Linked DNA regions of Mus musculus: regions 1, 3 and 4 are each linked to region 2. A link is a contact called in public Hi-C and promoter capture Hi-C data. All regions are on one chromosome and are shown on one strand. Each heading gives the region's core, a stretch centred on a gene start, on an enhancer-like site or on the middle of the called end of the contact. The rest is flanking DNA. Distances are from core to core; before and after follow the strand shown. Region 1 has its middle 13 kb from the start of Gm10371. Region 2 holds the start of Samd4 (sterile alpha motif domain containing 4). Region 3 overlaps Samd4 (sterile alpha motif domain containing 4). Region 4 overlaps Samd4 (sterile alpha motif domain containing 4).

Region 1 (3,390 bases), core at 196-2,695, 250 kb before region 2:
TAGACCAGTGACACATTGTAGCCATGTGTTCTTGGGACATTCCACGCAGTTCAGGCTTGTTTTCATCTCTACCCATTTGAAATGTCCTAGATATGTCTAAAACTCCCATCTGCCTTCATTTCCCATAAAACAAAGCCCAGTGAGAGCCCAAATAGGCAGGTTTAACCATGAAGGACATTAGATAACAAATGTGTAAAATTCTGACTAGAAATGATTGGACATTCAAGGTGGGAAAGGTTGAAAGTAAAGAAAATACTCCACATAACATACAAAATAAAATAAAGGTGGGTGAGGTGGCATACACCTGTAGTGCCAACAGGTGGGAGGCAAAAGCAAGAAGATCAGGAGTTCAAAGTCAACCTCAGCTACATAGTCAGGTTGAGGCCTAGATACATGAGACTCTGTCAGTCACACATACATAGACACATACAGACACACAGACACATGGACACACAGTAAAAGACAGATACACACATATATACACACATACACAGGCAGATACACAGACACACATACAGATACACAGACAGACATAGACACACAGACACACACACCATATACAGATACATACACAACAGACACATACAAAATACCACATATAGATACATATACATACACCAGATACACAGACATAGACAGACAGACAGACAGACAGACACACACATACCACATACAGACACACATACACATACATGCATGCGCGCACACACTGCATGTCTTTCATTGTCACCTGTCTAGTTTAGGTGGCCATCTTGCTCTGGTTGATCCTGATGCTGCTTAAAGAACTGGGATTACAAATGAACCACCGTGCACACCGGCATTGATGTGGGCTCTGAGGACCCAAACTCCAGTCTTCACACTTGCCCAGAACTTCTTTTTCTTGTTGAACTGAGATATCTCCCAAACCCCAGGACACAAGAACAATCAAGCAAACCTTTTTTCAGTATTGACAAGGCCGTGTGCATTCTTTCTGTCTCAAGTTGTCTTTTACCCTCTCACCAATGCAATCCCAGCTGATCTCCCACAGCTGGGCTCAGCCATCCTCCATCTCAGTGTGCAGAACGTTAGGACTGGGGGCTTGTGCTACTAACCATACACACACACACACACACACACACACACACACATATTTGTCAGTTTGAAAGGTAATATCCTGGATTATGTGAGGCTGAACATCCTTGTGGCGAACTGGCTGGCAGGGCTATTTCGAGCTCCCTGGTTTCCAGACGGTGGAGCTTAAATGATGTTAGTTAGCACTTACAAAGATGAAATTGGGGTGTGCTGCCAGGCAGCAGAGGGCTGTTAGAGCCCTCACTATTAGCCTTCAGAGCCTAAGACTCATCTTCCTAAGTGTCTGTTTTCAATCATTCTTGAGTGGGGCTTGTAGGCTGAGGCTGTTTGGCTGGGCTAGGCCTGTAGCTGGCAGGAAAAGCAGGACTCAACAGGCTTAGTGGTTGGGCTGCAGTCATGGGCTTGGCCAGCTCAGGGGTGGGTTTTCTATACTGCTAGCCTTGGTTTCTTTCTCCCCATCACTTATGCAGACAGACAGATGGCCACAGCTCCCACTGGGTTTTGGTGGGTCTCCTCTCTTCAGTGATGCTGCTCTGGGTCTGAGACTGGGGACAAGTGGCTTAGTAAACACTACTCCTTGGCTATTGTTTTCAGGGGACCCTATAGAGGATAGGGGAGAGGGCAGCACAGGGGAGCCCAGTATTGAAGTGACCATCACAGGCAGGAATATGCTCTGGATTAGACAGACGTGCAGATGCTCGCTGGTTTGGGAGAGGGAACCATCAGTGCTGGGCTTTGACGGCAAGTTGGTGATCTGTGCTTCTTTAATGATGTGTGGGGCAGTGAACTGTGCCACCAGACAGAAAACCCGGCAAGGTTGAACGGATTCAGGAACCCCAGCAATTCTCATGATTGAGAATGGCAGGCTTTTAAATCTACTCCTGACCAGGTTCATATATATGTCCATGGAGAGGACTGTGATAATCAGTCATGTAGGGACAACACCCGAAGCTTCTCCACACACAGAAGAGGCATTCCTAACATCTCACACCAAGCCAATGGAAAGCATCTGCCTCTAGAATCCCGTCAGATCAGGTCCCGTCCATGAGGAATAAAGTGCGCCAAAGATCATCTGCGAGTTCCTGTCTTACTGAGCTCCAGGGAAGAGCTTTCTCTCCTGACACTTTCTTCACTGGACCTCTGCCTGGCCCAACCAGCCAGGTGTGCAAGCCTGAATGCAGCCACTTCCTGCTCAGTGGTCTTGGCCTTGGCCCCTAGCTGCCCACTGTGTCTTGCCACCTGCCACCAACTCAGGAGCACTTTCAGCCTCAAGGGGTCCGGCCAGAGACCTATGGATTCCCGCTGACATCACCCTGTACATAGACCCACAACGATGCATGGGAAAGCGTCTTTAGTACCACTTGTTACAGGTGAAAGATGCTGGAACTGACCTGGTTACAGGAAGACGAGGCAGGGTATGCTTAGCCAGTAAGGAGGTTTGAGTATGGTTGGCCTAGGGAGTGGCACTATTAGGAGGTGCATTCTTGTTGGAGTAGGTGTGCCCTTGTGTCGCTGTGGGAGGCGGGCTTTGAGACTCTCCTCCTAGCTGCCTGTGAGCCAGTCTTCTATTTGCCTTTGGAACAAGATATTGAACTCTCAGCTCCCCCTGCACCATGCCTGCCTGGATGCTGCCATGCTCCCAACTTGATGACAATGGACTGAACCTCTGAATCTGTAAGCCAACCCCTATTAAATGTTTTCCTTTATAAGAGTTGCCTTGGCCATGGTGTCTCTTTACAGCAACAGAAACCGTATGACAGCCAGTTTCAGTAAATGAAATGCTGAACAGAACTCCAGGGGCCAGGAAGTCTGAGGGTTACTGGTTTCTCTCTAGTCAGGATAGGAAGGGGAAGCTGCTTCCACAAAGGCTGCCTTAGCCCCTTCATGACCTCCAACTGCTGGGTGCTTCCTAAGCGCTCCAGGGAGAGCGAAGGAGGCTAGAAGCCTGTATTAAAAAGGCTCACAAGGTACCACAATGCCTTGGGGATGAAGGTTTTCCAGATCAAGTCATAGCACTCCTGAATGGTACACAGATCTCTCGAAATCAGAGGCTGAGAGTATGGAGTGCTCTGGTAGGGACTTACCTCAAGCCTCAAAGATACAAAGATACAAAGTTTGTCGTGGCCAGAGAAGAGGTGGGAGGAGAGAGGGTGACCCACGAAGTTGGCTGCTGTGGAGAGGGCAACCATTCCTTGGAAGAAGTTGGAGGATTCTGGTTAAATTTACAGTGTGCTAACATTATTTATTATATTCAAGTAGCCGGTGTGTTTTTCATAGTGCTCTTTAATAATCTGATTTATTTTCATAACACATGTTTCT
Region 2 (3,392 bases), core at 572-3,071:
GGCGCTCCTGCCCGCCCCAAAGTTTGGCGGAGCCGCAGCCCCGTGGCCTCCCGAGACACGTTCTGGTTCCAAGGTCTCCGGTGCCCGGGCGCTGCAGGTACTGACTCTGCTCCTGCCTTGCTCTCCTCTCTCTATCGGTTCAGTTACGTTCTGGTGGTTCTGGTTGATTCTCCAGAGACGATGACAGACAGTAGCGCGGAGATATTTTAAAAAAAAAAAATAGCGATTAAAAATGTAAATCCCTCGCAAGGCACAAAACTGAATGAAGATCGCTCCTTCCCCTTTTCTCGTAGCTTCAGGATGGTGATTTCCGGCGTCCTGGGGTCTCCTCCCCGCTGGGCGGCAGCTCGGACCCTTCACACCCGCATTCCCAAGCGGCAATCACTACTGAAAGGACAGAAAAAGCTGCAGTGAGACCTCGGCACGCGGACTGGAGCGTCTAGGGGGATCCGGGAGTGAGAGGGAGCTCGGTAGGGGGTGTGTGGAAGCCAAGGCTGGGGGAAGGGGTGTCCCGCGAAGGGAAGTCCCCTAAATTCCAGCCGGCCTCTCCACACTCGGATGCGCGAGCTGAGCTATTGCACACTTCCTTCCCAGGTGCGGGAGGAGACCCCGCGGCTTCCTGTTGCTGCGGCTGTGACCCGCAAGTGCTCCCTGCACACCCCACCCGGAGTGGCCTCTGGGGCTGTGTCTGCGAACGCCAGCACCAGCAACAGATCCTCCCCGCGCTGAAAACTTGCAATGCGGCTGTGAAGGGGCGCGGGGGTGGGGTGGGGGCTAATGCAAAGCAGAGGCGGTGTCAGAGGCAACCAGGGTTCCAGCCTCCTCCTCCTCCTCCTCCTCCTCCTCCTCCTCCTCCTCCTCCTCCTCCTCCTCCTCCCCCTCCTCCTCCTCCTCCCTCCTCCTCCTATTCCTTCCCTCCTATTCCTTCCCTCCCTCCTCCCTCCTCCTCCTCCTCCCGGAGAAGCAGCCGTACGGCTGCAGCTCCATCTACAGCAACAGCCAGCATCTCCGCCGCCAGGCTCCCCTCTGGATTTAGGCCGTGAGCAGCCGCAGCGACAGCTCGAGACAAAAATAAACTCTCCCTATCCAAAGCTCGGCGCGGCTCAGTCAGAGCCCTCACTCCCCAGCGCCGCGCCAGCCCACCCGGGAGGTTTCCCTGGGCCTGCTTGACCCACGACCATCAGATGTGTGTGCGCGCGCGTGTGATTTAGGCATCCTGCCCCCGGTCCCCGCCGCCGCCTGCGGGCCGGAGTGTCCTCGCCCTCCGGTCCCAGGCCCAAGGCGATGCGGTTGGGGGCGCACGCCTTACGCAGGGACCGCGGGAGCCCGTATCACGGCTTTCCCAGGCGGCAGGGCGGACCCCGAGGGAAATGCAGATTCCTCCCTTCCGCACACGCCCCCCAAGGACCTCAAAGAAGAAAAGTTAGGTTTAGGGGCTCTATCGTCCCATCTCAGCTCCCGTGGCGAGGCGAGCAGAGACTAAGCGCCGGACCCTCTGGGGGCCGCTCGCTTCCAGCATCTGACACCCAGAACTTCTGGGTAGAAGAGCGAAGCCCCCGGGAAAGGGTCGGAGGAACCACTGGGTGCCTCGCCCGGGACAGCAGAAGGGACGCTCACCTCCACGCAGCTCATCCCTGCGGCTCGGGGCCCTGCGCGCGGGTCCGGGGCCGTAGCAGCAATCAGTGGGGTTGGGGGCGCTCGGAGCGCGGGCTGCGGGCCATGCCGTCGGGGCTGGCGGCGCGCGGAGAGGGCAGCGCTGCGGGTTCGGGGCGCTATCGCTGCCGCCACTGCTGCCTCCAGTGTCGGCTCGCGAAGGACTGAGCCGCCCGGAGCTCCCCACATGCTACTGATTAACATACACCATTACATCATGGGCTTGGCAGGGAGCGCCCGAGCGGGGGGAGAGGAACCCGGGCGGCGGCGGCGGCACGCGGGGGAGTCGGGGGAGGGGGGGAGGATCCCCGGGCCCGGCGGGCGGCGGGTTGGGGGGAGGGACGGATTCCTAAGCCCGGGCCATAGAGGAGGAGGGAGCCAAGTGGGAGGAGCGGAAGAGCGCAGATTGGAAGATCTGCGTAGAGAAACACAGAAGTTTGGGGAAGGGGAGGGGTCCGGGTGAATTCCTCTCGGCTGCCACCCGCGTGTTCTACAACGGCCAGGGCACCGGAGCCTCCGGAGCTGGGACAGGAGTGAATCCCAACGGAGCTGGACTGGAGCGAGAACGGTGCTGCCACCCGCCGCTCGCCCTTGGGAATGTGGCTCCCCAGGTCCAGTGACCCTTTGGCCTGGGACCTGTGGGTGGCTGACTGGTCCCGTGGGTGACTGACTGGTGTAGACCGTAAACACCCGGAGTCACTGTCTCTGGGGGCTTGGACGGATTCCTGGGGTCTGGGACGCATGAAGTAGCAGAGGGCGGCGAAGGGCACAACGCGCAGGGCTAGATGTGTCTGGCCGCGGTGCTCCACGAGGCCCTTGTCTAGGAGAAGCAAGCAGAGCCTGGTCGATCACCCTCAGCCCAAGTCCGGCGCTGGATGCCCTTTATTTTTGCAGTCCTCCATACCCGCCTCAGGCCTCGCTTTCCCGAGAGGAGGAGGCGGACTTCGGGAGCCTGATCTCAAGCTATGCTTGGCGCGCGGCTGTGGCTTGTGGCCTGGAGCTGTGGCCCCAGGCGCCCTGGGCGACGGGGAGGCGTGGCGAGACCACCTGTCAGCACCACGGAGTTTGGGGGACGCGGCTTTCACCTGTGCCTGCAGAGGGCGGGGCCAGAGGCTGGGCCGGGATTTGTCGCTGGAAGCTCTAGGTCGCCTACTATAAAATGCTTGCATGGGTCAATTACCCAAAAGAAGGGTTGACTAAAAATACCCTAAAGCCTAGACATTTCTGCATCTTCTAATGCGAACGGTCACAAAGGGACTGGCCAAAATCCAGCCTGTTTCAGAAGAAACACCGAGCCTTCGAATTTGTTTTCCAGAGACTTGGGAGCATTTATAAACGAGAGCTGGAAAAGCAAACGTGGGTCTGCCCTGCTCTAGCTAGCACAGTTTTAAAGGTAAAGTGTCCAAGGCCTTATTCCTCCACCTTTCAGCTCCCACACTAGCATCTGGATTTCCAATCCTTTCTTCTACCCTGCTCCTCGGATTTCATGTCTGTCTCGTGTAGGTCCTGTCAGTGTGACAACACCTCCCATCTCTTAGGGTAGTGAAAGGGCTTGTGGGGAGGCACAATGTTTTGCCAATGTTTCCATCACAACCGAGTGTGTGAAGTTTTTAAAGTTCATTATTAACCACCTAGGGGAGGTATCCGCATAACTTGATGAATAGTTTGCTCTATTTAGGAAACACTAGTCCCGGAGTCAGTGTTTGACTTTTGATTTTTTTTTAAATTATTATTATCAA
Region 3 (3,477 bases), core at 510-3,009, 150 kb before region 2:
CTTCCTGCTTCCAGTATCCAGGTAGCATTTCCTGGTTTTCAAATCCTTTTTTTTTTTTTTTTTAAATGTGAAGGAGGCCAAAGTACAATGAGAGCTTCTGAACGTACAGAGAGCATGGATTCTGGCAGGGGACCCAACCCAGCTTTGACCCCCACAGTGCTGAGCACTCAGTGCTGGGTGTTCAGTCTTGGTACTCTCTGGGATGGAGACTTCCCTGTCTTGTAAACGCAGAATGAAGGAGCAGAGTATGACCCTTAGTCCTTTCTAAAGGCTTGGGAATCCCTGGGAGTCTATGCTACTCAGAGCGACACGGGGGTAGATTGCTAACCCTTTCAACATGACATACTATTTTTTCCTGGAAACGCTCTGCATGCTCAGGACTGGTCACACTTCTGTGTCATGTATCTGTACATTAGTGAGTGACATTCTGCTACTTAAGGACTATTTTGATAAATCTGAATAATACTCTTACATTACTACAAATCATTCTTGTTTAGTAGTAGACTCAAAATCAGAACATTGATAGCTACCTTTACTTACTATTTATTCTTCCTTTAAAAAAATCAGATATGTTTCAAGTTATTTAATAAGACTTAATATGTTGCTGAAACAACCTTTGGGAGGGATCACGGTATTTACAGGATACTAGGTATTATTATTATTATTATTATTAATTTATGTGCACTTATGTGCATGTGTGCACACGGGCTCAAGGCTTGAGAGAGGGGTCGGCTCTCTGATGCTGGATTGCCAGGCAGGGGTGAGCTGCCCGCCTGATGTGAAGGCTGGGAACTGAACTCAGATTCTCTATAAGAACAATATGTGGTCTTAACCACTCAGCCATTTTCCTAGACAAATACTGGATTTTTCAAGGTTTTATAAGGGTCTTCTAATTTTTAATTGAGAATTTTATACTTGTGTATGTATTTTGATCAAACCTACTCCTCATTCCTTCCTCTCCAACTCCTCCCCCTGACCCCTGCCTAGTCTTAAAACCAGAACAAAACAAACAAAAAACCCATGACACCAATAGACATAAATGTGTTGATGAGGGGGTGGGGGTGGAGTTGAGCTCTAAAGTACTGCTAGCAACTAAGAAATGCCGAGAGCAGGAGAAACAGCCTTCCCTAGGGAAGGACACACCAGCTGGGGGTCAGCCCTTGAAAACACAAACGAACAAGCAGCATTATACAGATCAAGCAGTGTGTGTGTGTGTGTGTGTGTGTGTGTGTGTGTGTGTGTGTAAAGAAAAGGAGACCACGAATATGAGAGAGCAAGGAGGGGTATATGGAGGGTGGGTTTGGAGGGAGGAAAACGAAGGAGAAAATGATGTAATTGTATTATATCTCAAAAATAAAAGAAGAAAGGAATGCAAATGATACTGAGACAGAAGAAAATGTGGGATCATTAGAACTGTTCCATCTAATTAGGAGACCAAAGTTACCAGTGAAGAATCCACAGTTACTGTGGTTGGATCATTATGATGAGTCTGTATTTCAGATACTCACACTCAAAAGCAAGTCCGTGTGTGTGTGTGTGTGTGTGTGTGTGTGTGTGTGCACACACACACACACACACACACACACACACACACACACACACACACACACACACAGAAAAGACTAATTGCAAGCCTTAATGTCCCTGATCTAATTGAGAGGATAGACCAAATTTTGGGGCATGAGGTTGTGGCTGTGTCTTCTATGTATTGCTCATTCAACAGCTGACTAGCAGGGCCCTCACAGCTGCTGTGTTCTGACTCATTGGAGAAGAGGGGTGGAAGGTCCACTACCCCACAGGGTCATGTCACGAACAGTGCTGGGTTTCTAGCTTGTGGTCCTGTTGTGAGGGTTGTGGTGGCTTTGGCAGCAGGGCCTGTCTGGTGGGAGGAGGCCGTCAGGGTTGAGATGGTAAAGGTCAAAGCCAGGATTTGCTATCTGCCCTGTTCTCCTCCTGTCACGTGATCCCATCACCCCTCCCCTGACCTACCATGACAGACTATACCTTCTGAAACCATGAGACCCCCAATTCCCTTCTCCCTTAAGTTCCTTCTGTCGGGGCTTTCATCACACGACGAGAAAAGGAATAAAATTCTACACAAAAAGACTATGGAGCTCTGGGCTCTAGTGGTTAAGAGCACTAGCTGCTCTTCCAAAGGACTGGGTTCAATTATCAGCACCTACATGATGGCTCACAATCCCCTGTAACACCAGTTCCAGGGGATCTAACACCATTTTCTGGCCTCTGTGGGCACCAATTGTGCCCATGACACACTGACATACATGCAGGCAAAACACCCGTACACACAAGGTAAAATGATTTCTAAAAATTCACTGATGATGAAAGGGTGTGTACATATTCAAGCTTTAAGTTAAAGTGCTTAAGGTCTTATTCTTTATGGTTCAATGTTTTTAATGGCTATTACAATGAACACATCAATTTCCCATCCTGAGCAGGACCACTGAGAGGTCTTCTGATAAAAATTTATCCCCATCTAATATATGAATAAAAGAGATATTTAATAGTCAAATAACTTATCCATGACTATACCCCTAGCTATTGATCAAGAACACCTTTTTTGGGTATCGAAGAGACGGTTCGGTCATTGAGAGCACTTTTCCAGAGAATGGAGATTCAAACCCCAGCGTGCACATGGCAGCTACCATCCTTTTCTGAGGGCTCCAGTGCCCTTTCCTGGCCTCTCCAGGCACTGCACATATGTGGTACACAAACATACATGCAGGCAGAACACCTGTATATGTAAAATAAAGAAATCTAAAAACAGTAACAAAACAACACAAATCATTTTGTTATTTATATCCCGAATTTAAATATCTAAGATGTCACACATAGCCTTATAGTTCTCTTCATGGGACACTGCATGTAGCTTGTCTCTCAACATCTTATGTGACTAGTGGTGTCCTGTAGTGTAGCATGGGACACTTAGGGACACCCAGGGGGCCTTTAGATCACTTGAGATCCATTAGGGAGATTTTCACAAAGTCCTAGGTAGTTCTCATCAAGGCTTGACATAGAAACCTGAGCCTGGCCATGCCCAGCTCCTCCCTCTTCCTGACTGTCGTGTGATCATTTGTACACATGGTCTTGAGACTGCCATCTGCCATGATGTGGGACAGCCAAATGGATCCTCCCAGAACTGAGCCCAGGCAGGTGCCAAGCAAGCCCTTGAGCTTCCGGAACTACTGGAGGCTGAGTGAATTTCTTTGATAAACTAGCCTGGCTCACATACTTTTTCTTTTTGTTTTCTTTCCTTTTCTTTTCATTAGATATTTTCTTTATACACATTTCAAATGCTATCCCGAAAGTTCCCCATACCCTCCCCCCGCCCTGCTTCCCTACCCACTCATTCCCACTTCTTGGCCCTGGCATTCCCCTGTACTGGGGCATATACAGTTTACAATACCAAGGGGCCTCTCTTCTCAGTGATGGCTAACTAGGCCATCTTCTGCTACATAT
Region 4 (3,833 bases), core at 667-3,166, 220 kb before region 2:
CCAGATGTAGAACTCTCAGCTGCCTCTCCAGCACCATGTCTGCTCTGTGTGCTGCCAGATTGCCTGCCATGATGGTAATGGACTAAACCTCTGAACCCATAAGCCAGCCCCAATTAAATGTTTTTCTTTAGTAAGAGTTGCCGTGGTTGTGGTGTCTTTTCACAGCAACTGAACACTAAGACTTCATTGATCCCGTCTCGAGTGAGGCTATCTTAGAGACCTCTGTGGTTGCAAGGTTGCAGGTGGGAATAGCCTCTGTCTCATGTTTTGTCTTCACTTCTCTTTGGCTTGGAGGTCCAAAGACATAAAGGTCGAGTCATCATAGGTCAAGAGGTTAAGAGTGTTGCCCTCATTACATAGCTAGAGGATGCTGAAGCCAGATGTCAATCTAAAGTCTGCCTCTCCACTCATACTCTTAACCACCCAGTACTCAGAGCTTACCATGTATTATATGTCATTATATTGGAGTTACAAGTGTTAGAATGGGGTCCAAACCACATGTAGGGGAAGTCCCAAGATTCCAAGGTGGCAGTTTCTATATGCTATGATAAAGGTGCAAGATGTGCCAAAGGCAGTCAAGTGAGGGAGGAAGTTATGGACCATGTAGTAGTTTGCATTTACCTTGGACAAAACATTCACTGGATATTCTGGGCACAGATCAAACCATGTTCATTCTGCTCATCCTCTCCCCAACCTGTCTCAGAAAGGAGTAGGCAGCTAATGGTGGGCATCACATGGTGTGGTCACATGGTGTGGTCACGTGGTATGGTCACGTGGGTGGAGTTCATGTTGGTTCTTCAGTGAGGGCTGATTTCTAAGAGACATTTTTTTTTAAATAGTTAATCATATTTACAAAAAGAGGAGAGAGAGTGAAAAGACACACGCATACACACCAGTGTTACAAAACCTTGTATTAATCATTTCCCTTCACTCTCAATATAACCATATGAAATATAGCCATGATTCTTATTTCTGTGGGAGGAAATGAATAATAAATACATTGTAGCAAGTTTAGACCACAAGGGTGTTGTCACTGATAACAACATTTGAAAACTGTACACTTGCAAAGAACAGCATGTTCAAACATTAGTGTATCTGCATCAGTAGAGCTTTCACATGTAACAAACATGCTCTTTCCATGTATGACAAATTTAAAAAATATGCATTGCTTGGCAACATGAACTAGGCAAAAATATTTCTTTGTTCACTAACTTTATACAGGAAACCAGGACAAAAGGCATGCATGTACAATACAGATGCCTGCACAGGGCATGCAACGAAAGGAAGCTCTTTGAAAGTCAGCTTGCGTTAGGCATAAATACATGAGGGTTATATATTAATAAGGGAGGAAGTCTCCTGTTTGCCATCACTAACACTCCTGCTTTCTTTTTGCTCCTCCCAGAGGGATACATATTTACCTTTAAGTCAAGATAAAGGATTAAAAAAAAAGTCGCTTTGCAAACATCTCTGATGAGTTGTAAAAAAAGAAAAGAAAAACAAACTGAAAAACAAAGCCAACACAGATATCATCACAGCTCTGTGTACAACTTATCCTTCTGCAGGTTCTGTTTATGATAGGCACACCTGAGCACCCTGGGTTCTCCCCACTCAGGCTAGAGAGGAAGGGCGCCCAACAGAATCCACTTTCCTCCCCTCCCTCGCTCAGCCCTCATCCCAGCTCTGGGGTGCACAGATCTACAAACCTTGCACCAGCGCTAGCTAGCTACTAGGCACAGAGGAAAGGAAGGCCCAGAGAAGACTCCCACTCTGTAAAAGGCAGCCAGCGACACCTCAAAAGAAACTCTGGTTTCCCTCAGTGTCGCATCGGGAGAATGGGAGGTGGGGCCCAGCTGCGGCTGGCTCCCGGCCTGGGTACCAGAAAGAGACCTTCAGCTCAACCCAGGCTGGGCGCTTGATGCAAATAGCAGCCCTAGGCAGGCAGGCAGGCGGGACCCACCGGCCACTACTTTGCTTGCTGGATTTGTGTAATAAGAAAGTGAAACTCAAAAAGCAGGTGGGGGTGGGGAACACACAAAACAAACCATCAGCAGCGTCGTGTTGTGTCTTGTATAGTTTGTGTTTCTTCCTACTGTTTTCTGGTAAGAAAACACTATGAACAAAAAAGCACCAATAAAACATCACCCCATGATATTGTAGACCAGCATTGTGTCTCAGACAGTGCAGACATGCTGCTTAAATCAGGGCGCCTGGGGTGCGGGTGGGGGCGGGGGTGGGGTGGGGTGGAGATGGGGAGAACCTATGCAGTGAAATAGACTTTACTCGGAAAGTTTCAAACCTTTACTATTTAATATAAAACAGCTGTGTTGGGGCGGGGTGGTCAATGGGTAAATACAAAAAAAGGCACTGCAGCTCACTGCTCAAGGCCTGACTTCACAGCCTCAGGCATGCAACTGCTCGACTCTTTTTAAAATTTTTTTTTATAAATAAAATTTCTTTGCTTTAGGATTTTTAAATTGAGCTGTATACCTGTAGTCAACACAGGACTCAAATCAAGGTGGGGGGGGGGAGGTTCTTAAAAATCATCAGAACACAACTTAAAAAATAAAAATAAAAACACTAACATAGCAAACCACAACTAAGTAGATAAATCTATACAGTCAATGAAAAATAAGCTTTTCTTTTTTTCTTTTTTTTTTTAAAAAAAGAATTCTGTTGTTACTAATAACAGACTTTATCATGGGTACCAGCCATAGCGAGTTAATAAGTGACATATCCAAAATAATATCTCTAATAATCAGATAACCATTGCTTCTATATTCAATGAAGGAATAAATAGAAATTCAGATTTGCAAATATACTCTATGGTCTTCTTCCTCTTAAAAGATTCGCACTCGTGTGATTGTGTTCACAAACTGGTTTCTGAATATCCCATGACCTTATGGGTACGTGCGTTGCGTGTAGCGGACTTAAACACCTTCTCTTTCCTACAGGATGAGGAGTCCTATTGTTCCTCTCTGTTAACCTTTCCAGCATCCTCCAAACACTTCCTCAGACCCTCTGGCCTTCCCTTTGGCCTTCGACATTTTAACCTGTTCTGCCTGACATGGGATCCTCCATCCCAGCTCCTTCCCCAACACTGAGCTTGGAAAGGGACACGAGGGATGAATGTTAATGGCACTTGGTTAAAAAAAAAAAGTCTATCTATCTACATATAAAAATTAAACATGCTGCCTCTTTCTGCACGTGAATTTGCATCTTCAAGACTGGGTCACCCAAGGAGTGTCCTGCATCTTTTGTTTCTGGTGTTGTTATAAAGTGCTGATTGGGGTGATGATCCAAGTCGTCCATGATCACTAAAAGCTCAACCTTCTTAAGGTGTCCTTGGCCCTGCACTGTAAAAGGACTTCGAAATCTCTGTTGTAGCATCCAAGGCTCGGCTCGGTTGTCCACCTGTAATCTTGACAGGCAAACACAGTTGTGTGGATTTTTATTAAGGCCTTTAGAATCTGTGTGCACTTCATTAACTTGAAAAAAAAAATAACCATAGGCAAGGTCATTTGCATGGTCTGGTTTTAAATGTCACTTTTTTTTTTTTTTTTAAAGAGGAATCTGTCTTACCCATTTACTAGACAGGCCTTATATTATGTTCTAGATCATGCCTCCGGCTACTCACTCATACTGTCACATTTACGCAGCTAATTCTCCAGTGTGGCACATAATTTCTTTTGGATTCCCTCTGATATCCTCCATTGCATTAAATTCTGAACTATTCTTTGTTGCCCTTAAGAAATAGATCTATTCCCACACGGTGTTACAGTTAATCTCGAACTGTGTAATGTACGTGTGAGGGTTTTCTCTTTTCTGTGCGTGGT

What was found. Promoter capture Hi-C pulls out the DNA fragments that hold promoters and counts their contacts. A called contact is a pair of places that touch in the nucleus more often than the background predicts.
Region 1: a contact with region 2 is called in a Hi-C map of the N1E-115 cell line, with 10 times the contacts expected there. The contact joins the enhancer-like site here to the promoter of Samd4 in region 2. A contact is called at or near these places in 6 of 39 promoter capture datasets (the C10 cell line, the HPC-7 cell line, cranial neural crest and 2 more), 1 of 15 datasets of contacts at CTCF or cohesin (pro-B cells), 2 of 484 Hi-C or Micro-C datasets (the C2C12 cell line and the N1E-115 cell line), 13 of 115 datasets of contacts at active chromatin or transcription factors (SST interneurons, embryonic forebrain, embryonic limb bud and 8 more) and 2 of 9 other capture datasets (adipose tissue and liver).
Region 3: a contact with region 2 is called in a Hi-C map of myocytes, with 4 times the contacts expected there. The contact joins the enhancer-like site here to the promoter of Samd4 in region 2. A contact is called at or near these places in 12 of 39 promoter capture datasets (3T3-L1-derived adipocytes, the C10 cell line, HPC-7-derived erythroid cells and 7 more), 6 of 484 Hi-C or Micro-C datasets (bone marrow-derived macrophages, embryonic fibroblasts, embryonic stem cells and 2 more), 25 of 115 datasets of contacts at active chromatin or transcription factors (the NIH/3T3 cell line, bone marrow-derived macrophages, cardiomyocytes and 17 more) and 3 of 9 other capture datasets (adipose tissue, liver and pancreatic islet).
Region 4: a promoter capture Hi-C map of liver shows a contact between it and region 2, with 4 times the contacts expected there. The contact joins the enhancer-like site here to the promoter of Samd4 in region 2. A contact is called at or near these places in 19 of 39 promoter capture datasets (the 3T3-L1 cell line, 3T3-L1-derived adipocytes, the C10 cell line and 12 more), 1 of 15 datasets of contacts at CTCF or cohesin (pro-B cells), 38 of 484 Hi-C or Micro-C datasets (the 63-12 cell line, the AML12 cell line, B cells and 27 more), 23 of 115 datasets of contacts at active chromatin or transcription factors (SST interneurons, T-cell acute lymphoblastic leukemia, bone marrow-derived macrophages and 17 more) and 4 of 9 other capture datasets (adipose tissue, embryonic stem cells, liver and 1 more).

What each region holds. Positions count from the first base shown.
Region 1 is chr14:47,127,371-47,130,760 of GRCm38.p6, reverse strand. No RefSeq gene overlaps it. Among named protein-coding and RNA genes, the nearest start is that of Gm10371, 13 kb to the right of the region's middle. Within about 2 kb of position 1,445, at least 5 of the 459 cell types and tissues checked have an H3K27ac peak or open chromatin away from gene starts, as enhancers often do. A contact at or near this core is called in the N1E-115 cell line, where this site is marked.
Region 2 is chr14:46,881,394-46,884,785 of GRCm38.p6, reverse strand. It overlaps Samd4 (sterile alpha motif domain containing 4), which reads right to left and starts at 1,821. Exons shown (of 13, transcript NM_001037221.2): 1 at 1,618-1,821; 2 at 1-387. It overlaps Gm34934 (a long non-coding RNA gene), which reads left to right and starts at 1,987. Exons shown (of 2, transcript XR_383407.3): 1 at 1,987-3,046.
Region 3 is chr14:47,030,008-47,033,484 of GRCm38.p6, reverse strand. All of the region lies in intron 3 of Samd4 (sterile alpha motif domain containing 4), which reads right to left. Among named protein-coding and RNA genes, the nearest start is that of Gm52121, 24 kb to the right of the region's middle. Within about 2 kb of position 1,759, at least 13 of the 459 cell types and tissues checked have an H3K27ac peak or open chromatin away from gene starts, as enhancers often do. A contact at or near this core is called in muscle stem cells, myocytes and pancreatic cancer cells, where this site is marked.
Region 4 is chr14:47,102,879-47,106,711 of GRCm38.p6, reverse strand. Samd4 (sterile alpha motif domain containing 4) reads right to left here. Exons shown (of 13, transcript NM_001037221.2): 13 at 895-3,833. All of the region lies in intron 3 of Gm10371 (predicted gene 10371), which reads left to right. Among named protein-coding and RNA genes, the nearest start is that of Gm10371, 11 kb to the left of the region's middle. Within about 2 kb of position 1,916, at least 80 of the 459 cell types and tissues checked have an H3K27ac peak or open chromatin away from gene starts, as enhancers often do. A contact at or near this core is called in B cells, CD8 T cells, the CH12 cell line and 11 more, where this site is marked.